Linked DNA regions of Gossypium hirsutum: region 2 is linked to region 1. A link is a contact called in public Hi-C data. All regions are on one chromosome and are shown on one strand. The core of a region is the stretch at or near the end of the contact, and the rest is flanking DNA. Distances in the headings are between cores, read along the strand shown. Region 1 holds the start of LOC107896890 (integrin-linked protein kinase 1). Region 2 has its middle 26 kb from the start of LOC107895582.

Region 1 (4,748 bases), core at 1,544-4,043:
CTGCAACCGACTAAAACAAAATATGAGTCTTCACCAGATTGTGAAAATGCTTACTGGACAGGATGCTTTACAAGCAGACCAACTTTAAAATTTTATTTTAGAATACTAAGCGTCTACTATTTGGCAGCAAGGCAACTTGAATTTTAAAAAGGGAAGCATGATTAGAGGCCAAATACAGACTCATTGGCAGATACTCGGTTTATTGCTAAACATCATGTTGAGGTTGTTGCATCTTCACTCACTTGCTTAGCTGATGCGAAGTCATCCACGGGATATGGGGATTCAACCACCAATTTCCAGTAGTGTCCACTTCTGAATATACCTTAGTGCCTTGCATCAGATACTGACCTGTCTAATGGAAATAACTTGATTGTTGTGATCTACAACTTTTGGGGATGGAAAAGAGAGGACATAACATGTTTTATTGTTGTTAATAAAGCTGTTATTGTTCATGATTATGAGGGCGGAAAAATTGAGTCACAGCTTGTTCCCACAGTAGATGTCTATGTGGAACTAAGCTATTATGCTAGAGCATATTTAGGAGCTAGATCAACATCAAGAGAAGCAAATAGTGTGAAAGAAACTACAAGGGCTGAAAGGGCATCTGTATATGCAAAAAGTGTTGCACAGAGCATAGAAGCTGATACAACAAGTGCCACACCACCTTCAAGATTTTCCTCTCTACAATCTGCTTTAAGGGGGGCAAAAATTGGTGTTTGGGGCAAAAGTAGTTCTTGCTTTTGATGCAAATGGAATTTGAGGTCAGGTTTAACTGATCTATTCCTGAGGGCAATGACCTTAGTGGATTTTGTGAAGATCATGGTTTCTTCTGTGCTGCTACCTCGCTATGCCTGGACAGTTCTGGAGGTGATGTTCAGAAGCTGGTTGTTAATGAACTTTTTGTGGTTGCATCGAATGAAAACCAGTCCCTTAATGTTGTTTGTGAATGACATAGAGAAGTCTAGAAATAAAGATGGAGGCTAGCTACAGCAAAAACAAGCATGACAGATCTTGTATCAAGGTTGAATCAAGAAGTTGCATTTGGACAGTTTCGAGAAACAAAGGTCAAGGATTTGGTAGTGGAACTCAAAACCACTAGAGAATATTGTGATGAAAACATGCAGCAAGGTTTTTTATTGAAAGAGAAAGATTTACTCAAATATAGTGGAATATGGAGTTAGTTTGGAAGCAATGTTTGGGGATGGAATTGAAACTAAAGAATGAACAAGATGAAAAGGCACATGTTGAGTCATTAAAGATATTAATCATGGAGAAGAGGCTGCAAAGAGCCGATCTAGAAAATTATGCTGAAGTGGTGAAACTTTTCTCACCGGAGTTGAATTTTTCAAACAGGGGAGATGAGACAGGAGCTTTTCTTTTTATTACAATATTTTATTATGACAGTTTTATCTTATAATATTTATCTAAGTATGGATATATTATAGACGGCTACTATCATTAGGATTTAAACTTAGGAATAGGAACAAAACTTTGTTTACAAGAAGGCCTAGTTGCAAGAATGAAAGTCTTTGAATTAATAGAAAATTAGAGGTTTTCTATAACCTAAGTTTTCTAGAGTCCATCTTCTTTCCTATTCATAGTTCAGCCCTAATTTGTTAATTTACTACCTGTTTTCTCCCCTAAACCACACCACACGAGATCCCAATATTCAATCAAAGCTAAATAGCTTAAGCATTGAAACAAAATAACATCTTTAAACTTCCATGTTCAAAACCAATAAGTTGTATGAACAAAACCGACCAATAAAGATGATTAATCACAATGATAACAATGAAATAGTTGAAACCTGCAAATAAATAATAACTTTCCCCACAATTCGAACAAATAAAGGATTAAAAGAAAACGGACAAAAAATAAGACAAAATGAATAAATAAATAAAAAAGGAAGAAGAAGAAACGTACCGTACTACCCCAACGGTCACGGGCATCAATATTAGCCTTCCTAACAAGAAGAAGCTTAACAACCTCAACATGACCTTCACAAGCAGCGATATGCAAAGCAGTACGGCCATCCAAATCAATACTATTAACATCAACGCCTTCATTCAACAAATCGTCCACTCCTTTGGCATCCCCTCTACACGCCATGAAGAGCAGCTGCATGGTCGCGTCAAGGTTTTCCGGCACCGCCATATCATCGTGGAGGGGACTCCGCCTAATTGGGTCCAGCGACGACTGCCGACCAAAGCTGAATCTTTGATTGTTCTTCCGAGGGTCCAGCGATGTCTGCCGCGTGAACTGGCGGCTGAAACTCTGTTTCATTGACCCGGTAGAGAACTGGCGGGAGATTCCCCGGTTTAACTGATCTGCTAATGCCATGGTGGTTTCTTAAGATAAAATTAAAAGGGTAATCCAGAAATTTGGAACAGCAACACAATTCACATAATCATCGATAAAACAAGGGAATGTGAAGAGTAAATCTGGATTCGGACGATCGAGAGCCAAATGGGGGGAGAAAACGGAGAAGCAAGTTTAAGCTCAGGGATCCCGATATCGAGCCGAAGCCTGAATGAGGAGATGAAGGATAGAAGATTTGAGATCCGAGCGAAGCGCAGGGGGCCTAATAAGAAAAGAGAAAATCAAGGCAAAAAAAACGATGGTCGAAACTTGGCTTTTGGTTTTTCTCCTTTGCTTGTTTTTTGTTTCAACCCACGAAACCACCGAAAATGGCGTTCACCTAAATATTCATTGATAGTGCTGTCTATCTTATTACAACGTACAACGTTGTGTTTGTTGTGAGAGACAAATGCCGAAAAAAATCTATAATTTATTCTTTGAATTAAATTCAATAATAATTATATTTTACTTTTTAATGAGTAAAAATTTTCAAAATGTTATCCAAGAGATTTTTTTATTTTTCTAAAAAATATAAATAATTACATCTAGATTCAACTATCACTATATTCAATTTGATTTTGACTGACTTTTTCTCTAAAATAAAATAAATATTAAAATTACACTTAAATTTTATTTTAATATACAATATTTAAAATATAAATTTTGATTTAGTATAATTATACATATAAAATTTTGATCTTAAGTCAATTTTATTATTTAAATAAATAAATAAATTATTTATTTATTTTTGTATTTGATTAATATAATTATTTATATATAAATATAAATTGATACTGAACTGATAATATTATTAAACTTAAATTAAATTAAAAATTTATATATAAAATTGTACAAAATCAAAATTTATAGCATTCACATTAAACTAAATTTTTTGAGTAGTTTTGATTTTTTTTCTTTTCTAAAACTAAAATACTACATATTAACTATTTTTTTAGAAAATAAAAAAAAACCGATTTTTTTAGGGGTAGGAAAAACGAAATTCTTATGATAGATGAAATTTGTTATGTGAGAGATAATATAATATCTAAATTATTATTTTTCTTTCAAAGTTATTTCTAATATTTATTTTTATTTTTATGACGTTTTATTTATAAAAAATATTAAAAATAATATTATATAATATGGAGAAGGTTTAATTTAAAAGTTTTGAATAATGTATATAAAAATTACTTTTTATGACATGTTGCATAAAATTATTCTTTTGATTAATAATATAAAATTTTATGATAATTAAACAACATATTATTATTATTTATTATTACTTATTCAGTGTGTGGAACTTAAAATTAATAAGTGATCGTCAATGGAGAGAATATAATATATTTATAGAAAAATATTACATTTCATTTTTGTACATGCTTCAAGCTTAATGTCACTTTCATTATTCTAATGTGATCTTTTTCCCTCTTCAAACTAAAGCATATTAGCACGTGTCGCCCCCTTAAGATAATCTTAGTTGTTTGGTTTCGGCCGACGTAAATATGAAATAGTGTCATAAATATAATACGATACCTAATGTATATATAATAAATGGTATGGGCAAATAAGATACACTTATTCTTAGTAAATTATTTGAATTTGATGGTAATGTTTATTAATTTATTTTTAAGTTATTTTGTGAAAATATTATTAAAAAAATTCTTTAAACATTTTTAAAATTGTCAATTTAAAGTAGGTTTAAATATTTTAGTGGTTAAATATCGATATTTAGGGATCAATAATCAAAATAATTTTTATAGAGTAAAGTATTCATATATATTCTTGAAGTATAAATAATTAATTCAAAAGTACTAATAATCGATACATCACTATGAGATATAGATGGCTAATTCAAAGATATATTATTGTGTAGAATTGTATTATTAAGTATTTATTATCTAACGATTTTAATTTTAAAAAAGTAAAATTAATTTAATAATTTTAACCTAAGATTTACCTACTTATTTCACTTTTCTTAAAAGATTTTATAGTAAGTAAAATATTAATATGAGATTCCACAATGATTTATCAAAACAATCCAAAATTGGATGTTTAAACTTTATTTGAGGATTTTTTTTCTTTTTAGTGAAACAAATCTTAGGACTATTGATAAAAAAATCCACAAATATTTAAAACAAACTTTAAAACTTTAAAACAAACTTTAAAACACAAATACTAACCCTTTTTTCTTTTAATTTATGCGTACAAAAATATCGACAATGCCCAAAGAGCAATAAAACAGAAAAAGTACAAAAGTTAAATATCCGACTCTTAACAAGTGGAACTGCAGTTAGGGATTGGTGGGACACTGATGACAAGGCATGGCTCCCACCAACAATTGACTCTACGGAAAAAAAACATTGCCTGCTGTCAGTTTCATATAATATTTT
Region 2 (4,748 bases), core at 665-3,164, 48 kb after region 1:
TGGTCCAAAACCCACACGCTGAGCGTGTAGGCCGGCGCAGCCAATATGGCCTAGCCCGTGTGACCTACATGGCCACATTCACACCATTACACGATCGTGTCTTGTGCACGGTCGTACCTTCGTCAGACACACGATTGTGTCTCGCAGACGGTCAACCATACGGCTGGGCACACACTCGTGTGGCGTCGATAGAATACTTTTTCGGCTCTAGCCAAAACTCAATTTTTTGCATTTTGGGAACACACCTGATACGATTTCGATGCGAAAACACTCCCAAGCCACGCAACACCTAAAATTGATCAATAAATCATCGAATTAGTCACTTAAATTGATACTAAATCGAAACTACACCGGAACATACAATCTCTTATTTCACCAAAACCTTTACCTTCGAATGAGCAACGATGATTTCGCACAAGTATAGCACTTGTTGGAAGCCCTCAGTCCCTTGATCTTCTCCTAAGCAACAAAAACGAAACCCCATCAACCAAAGATTCACTAGCCAAAAACAATAAACACACTTACTAAACCGAGAATTAGGTACCTAACACCGAAACACAAAGAATTGCACTAAAACTTGATTACTGAATCAAAGAGGAAAAAGGAAAGAAAAAATTGGCAGAAGTCCAAAAAAGAGGAAGAAGACAGAATGTCAAACATAGAAGTCTTTCGGGGGAAAAATAAAATAAAATAAAATCAAAATAAACACCCCACTAAATCTCAATTTCCTACTAATAATTCAACCCCAACTACCTCAGAATTTCAAGACCACTCAAACTCTCTCAGCCAACCGAAACAAAAATTAACACCATCAATTATGCAAATTTTTATAATTTTTTTTATGAAAATTTATGCAATTTTTTATTTATTATTTTTTTGAAATTTTTATAATCATAAATTTTTTGAATTTATAGGACCGAGTTGATCGAAAATGTAAATATTGAGGGAGAAAATTGTTAAAATTTTTAAAATTAGGATCAAATAGACATATTGCATAAAATGTTAATGGCTAGAATTGTTATTATAACAATCAAAATAAGGCCACTAAAACATGAAATTTAACTAATGGGAATGACTAAAATTACAAAATTTTAAAATGGATGACCAAAATAAGAACATAGGTAAACTCGATTGACTATTTGAATAGTTTAACTTTACATTTTTTACTACTTATTTTTAACAATGATTATAATTTATTACTTATTGTTTACCTTTAACTGAAGTAAATATATTTACTTGACGGTAGAGGTATTCATAGGTCTACTTGAGCTTAGGCCTAATTCTAAAAAATTTCTAGACTAGCTTATCCGAAAAGCTCATTTCACTTATTAAATCATAATAAAAGTATTTTTATTTAAATTTAATTATAAATATTATAAATATTAATAAAAAATATTTTTATATATTTCAATTATTGTATAGTAAATCGGCTAGGCTTGAAGTCGAAAATGTAAAACCCAAGCGCAAGTTACTTGGCCCATCAACACCTTCACTTAGCATTTTAGGTTATTTTTGTTCATTTTAAAATATTTTAATTTTTTACTATTTGATAGTTACCGATGACTAATGTTTCACTATATTATTTTAAATATTATTTATCATTTAATATTGTTAGTTTTATTTTTTTAATGTTTTGATATAACAAATACTCTTTAAATTAAATTTGGTAAAATAAATTTTTAAGAATTATTTTCAAATCTTCTTTTAAATGAAAAATAAAATTTTCTAAATGAACCAAATCAAGTGTGATGCCCTGGCAAAAAATGGTACCTAAAAGTCACTAAGCACATTGACTAAAAAGAATTGAACTATTTTGGAAAATGGTGCAGTACCTAAGAATTAGTAAGCAAAATGGACACAAGGTACACCATCCCCTCAAAGGAACCGCACCCAAGCCTCCTTTTTTATGGTCTCGAAAAGCTCAAGTACTGGACCTCTACTTAAGAGGTACCGTACTCCTCGCAACTGAGGTGCAGTACTTATGGCCCAATGGTCACATTTTGGATGAAAGGAATCGCACTCCAAAGGCTTGGGTATTTGTTCCTCTAGCTCTGCAAGTGCATTTAATGCTAAAATTAAATACTTCAATGCTCAATTTGATCTCTATCAACACCAATCAACTATTTATCTATAAGAGGGTATAAATATAGAACAAGAACACTCTGAACAATACAAGAAATAAGATTACAAAACTCAAGAGAAAAATCCAATCTTTTCTCTTTGTTATTCGTATTTTTACTTGTACACACGTGCGGGTTTATTTGTAATTTTTTCTTTCAAGTGTTGTCCTGTATTGTAAGACAATTAATTTTTTCTATATCTACCTTTTAGAGAAAAAAATTCTTTCTCAATTATTTTTCTAAAATTTGTGAGGATTTATTAAGGTTTTTGAGTAAAAAACCTTAAGGAATGAGAAGTGACTCTATCTTGCCTTTTGAAAAGATAAATATTATAAATGTTAAACCTCATCTTTGCTTAGTTATGGTAAGCTAATGTAGTGAAGGTAGGTAATTGAAATTGAATCACCTGTAAATTCTTTAATCTGTCATCTTTGCTTTAAATTTTTAAAACACCAATTCAACCCTCTTGATGTATATTGAGTTTAACAAATATGAACTAAAAAAAATATTTTATTTCATTCCCAAATTAATAATTATTTTTTAGGGAATTAATCATTGTTTTACATTCAAGCATATGAAGGAAAAAACCAATTTATATGTTCTTTAATTTTTATACACTATATCTTACTCGTGCATTGCACATATATAAAAAATAGTTTAACAATAAAATATATTTCAAAACTCGTGAACAAGGTAAAAGATAACACAGCTTATTTCCTAGTTGATGAGTGAAAAAATAATTTAAAAATCAAGTTTTGAGAAAATGAAATATGTATGTGTAGATCCCTTCATTGGGATATCATTGGTGTGGCAATTCTTCAAATTTTCAACATTGATAAGCTTCCTAAGTTGTGAAATCTACTTGAGTAGCTCTTGTTCTTAAAAGCAGAGTCATGGTGGATTTTGGGCTCATATATTGTCACTTCTTTTAGAAATGCACAGCAAAGTTGTTTGCCAATAGAACCTAAAGTGCATTTCTTCATGGCAGAAATGTTGAGAATGTGATGCTGGCACAAGAAATGGTGAAGGGGTTATCACACTTCCAGAATGAGCAAAAAAATTGATTTAAGGAAGACATTTGATTCTATTCACTGGACATTTCTTTTCAATTACCACAAGCATTGAGATTTTGTAGTAGAACAAGCTACAACCTAGGGAAACCACCTTGTGACACGATTCCCTTCCTGTATTTTTAACAAATTGATAACATACAACCACCACAAATTTAGGAACCGATGAAAACCCTAATTTCTAACTTTTTAGAGCAGGTCAAGACTAAATCTTATTTGTTTTCTAAGATAAAAATTGACACTGTAAATAGTTGTAATCGTAGGAAATGGGGCATAAACCAAGAATGCAAGTTTTTTTTTGTACCTTTTCTTTTTAGAAATCCTTTGTTTCTTTTTAGTACTCAAACAAACATATAAATTCCACATTAAAGGGAAGCGGTTGAGTTTGCACACATTATTCCAACCCTCGACAAAGTGCCAACAAACAAGAGGCTGGCATTAAGTTAGTGACATGTGAGAAAATAAGTGGATATTTTTTAATATTTAAATAAAAAAGAGAAAATATCAACTGAATTGGTGTGTATGGTTGAAAAACTTTGAGTGTTTTGTCTAAGTCCAAATTAAACTGGGCTAGGGTGATCTTCTAACCCATTTCATTGCTCAAAAAATTATTTTATATTTTATAAATTAAAATTATTAATTAATAAATAAAATAATCGGTATCCAATTCAAATTTAAAGATATATTTTCTTAAAATCCAATCAATTGTAGGAAATCAATTGGTTGAAACCCTCCTAAGGTTTTTTTGGATGGGCAATGTGTTTACTTATGATTAGTATAAAAATAGTGGTGACGTTGATATTAGATATTATAGCTTAAGATAAAAAAGAAAAACTAAACACGCTGCACTAGAAGTAAACACCTATCCAAAAGAATCCTATATCATACAAGACATTATGTTTTTGAAAATTGAGTTTTAGGGGAGGATGGGTCAAGTTTTTCAATGAAAAATTTCGAGGTGGACTTTAACTAAATTTCACCATGCCTCGACTATTTTTATTTTAAATTGTATATTTTTAATTTTATAAAATTCTATATTATATATTTAATGCTATAAATATCATATATGTTAATTACAAATTTTATATTTTTTTATAAATATATTTATTAATTTTATAAAAAATAAAATAGAATAATTTTTTGTAAAATTTGAAATCCAATTACAATATAATCATATAATTTATAATTAAAAATTGAGTCTAAATTATGTAAGCATGTTTGATATTTTTGTATCTGAATATCTGGTTATGCTATTGTTGCATATGCATTGGAGTGAGATAATTATGTGACAGAGGAAGTGTTGACAGTTTAATGATCTGCCTTATTTGATGGTTTAACCACATATCTATTCTGGTAATTTGACTTCAATTCTGGTGGCTTGACCACACTTATCTGATTCTGGCAGATTGCCACATTATTCTTAGCAGCTTTGGCTGCACTTTTCTTTATAGTGACATATGCCCACTTATTGGTGTATGGGGTTGGATGGGTATTTATTACCCTATTGGTGTGTAGGGATGGATGGAGATGGTGTGTAGCAGATGGGGGTAGGATCTAC

Evidence for each region. Hi-C and Micro-C count contacts between places; a contact is called where the count stands out from the background.
Region 2: a contact with region 1 is called in a Hi-C map of leaf, with 2.9 times the contacts expected there. The contact joins the enhancer-like site here to the promoter of LOC107896890 in region 1. A contact is called at or near these places in 11 of 34 Hi-C or Micro-C datasets (anther, callus, hypocotyl and 2 more).

The regions. Positions count from the first base shown.
Region 1 is chrA10:83,235,828-83,240,575 of Gossypium_hirsutum_v2.1, forward strand. LOC107896890 (integrin-linked protein kinase 1) reads right to left here and starts at 2,794. Exons shown (of 12, transcript XM_016822188.2): 1 at 1,924-2,794. The coding sequence starts at 2,340.
Region 2 is chrA10:83,284,372-83,289,119 of Gossypium_hirsutum_v2.1, forward strand. No RefSeq gene overlaps it. Among protein-coding and RNA genes, the nearest start is that of LOC107895582, 26 kb to the left of the region's middle. Within about 2 kb of position 1,915, at least 3 of the 9 cell types and tissues checked have an H3K27ac peak or open chromatin away from gene starts, as enhancers often do. A contact at or near this core is called in hypocotyl and leaf, where this site is marked.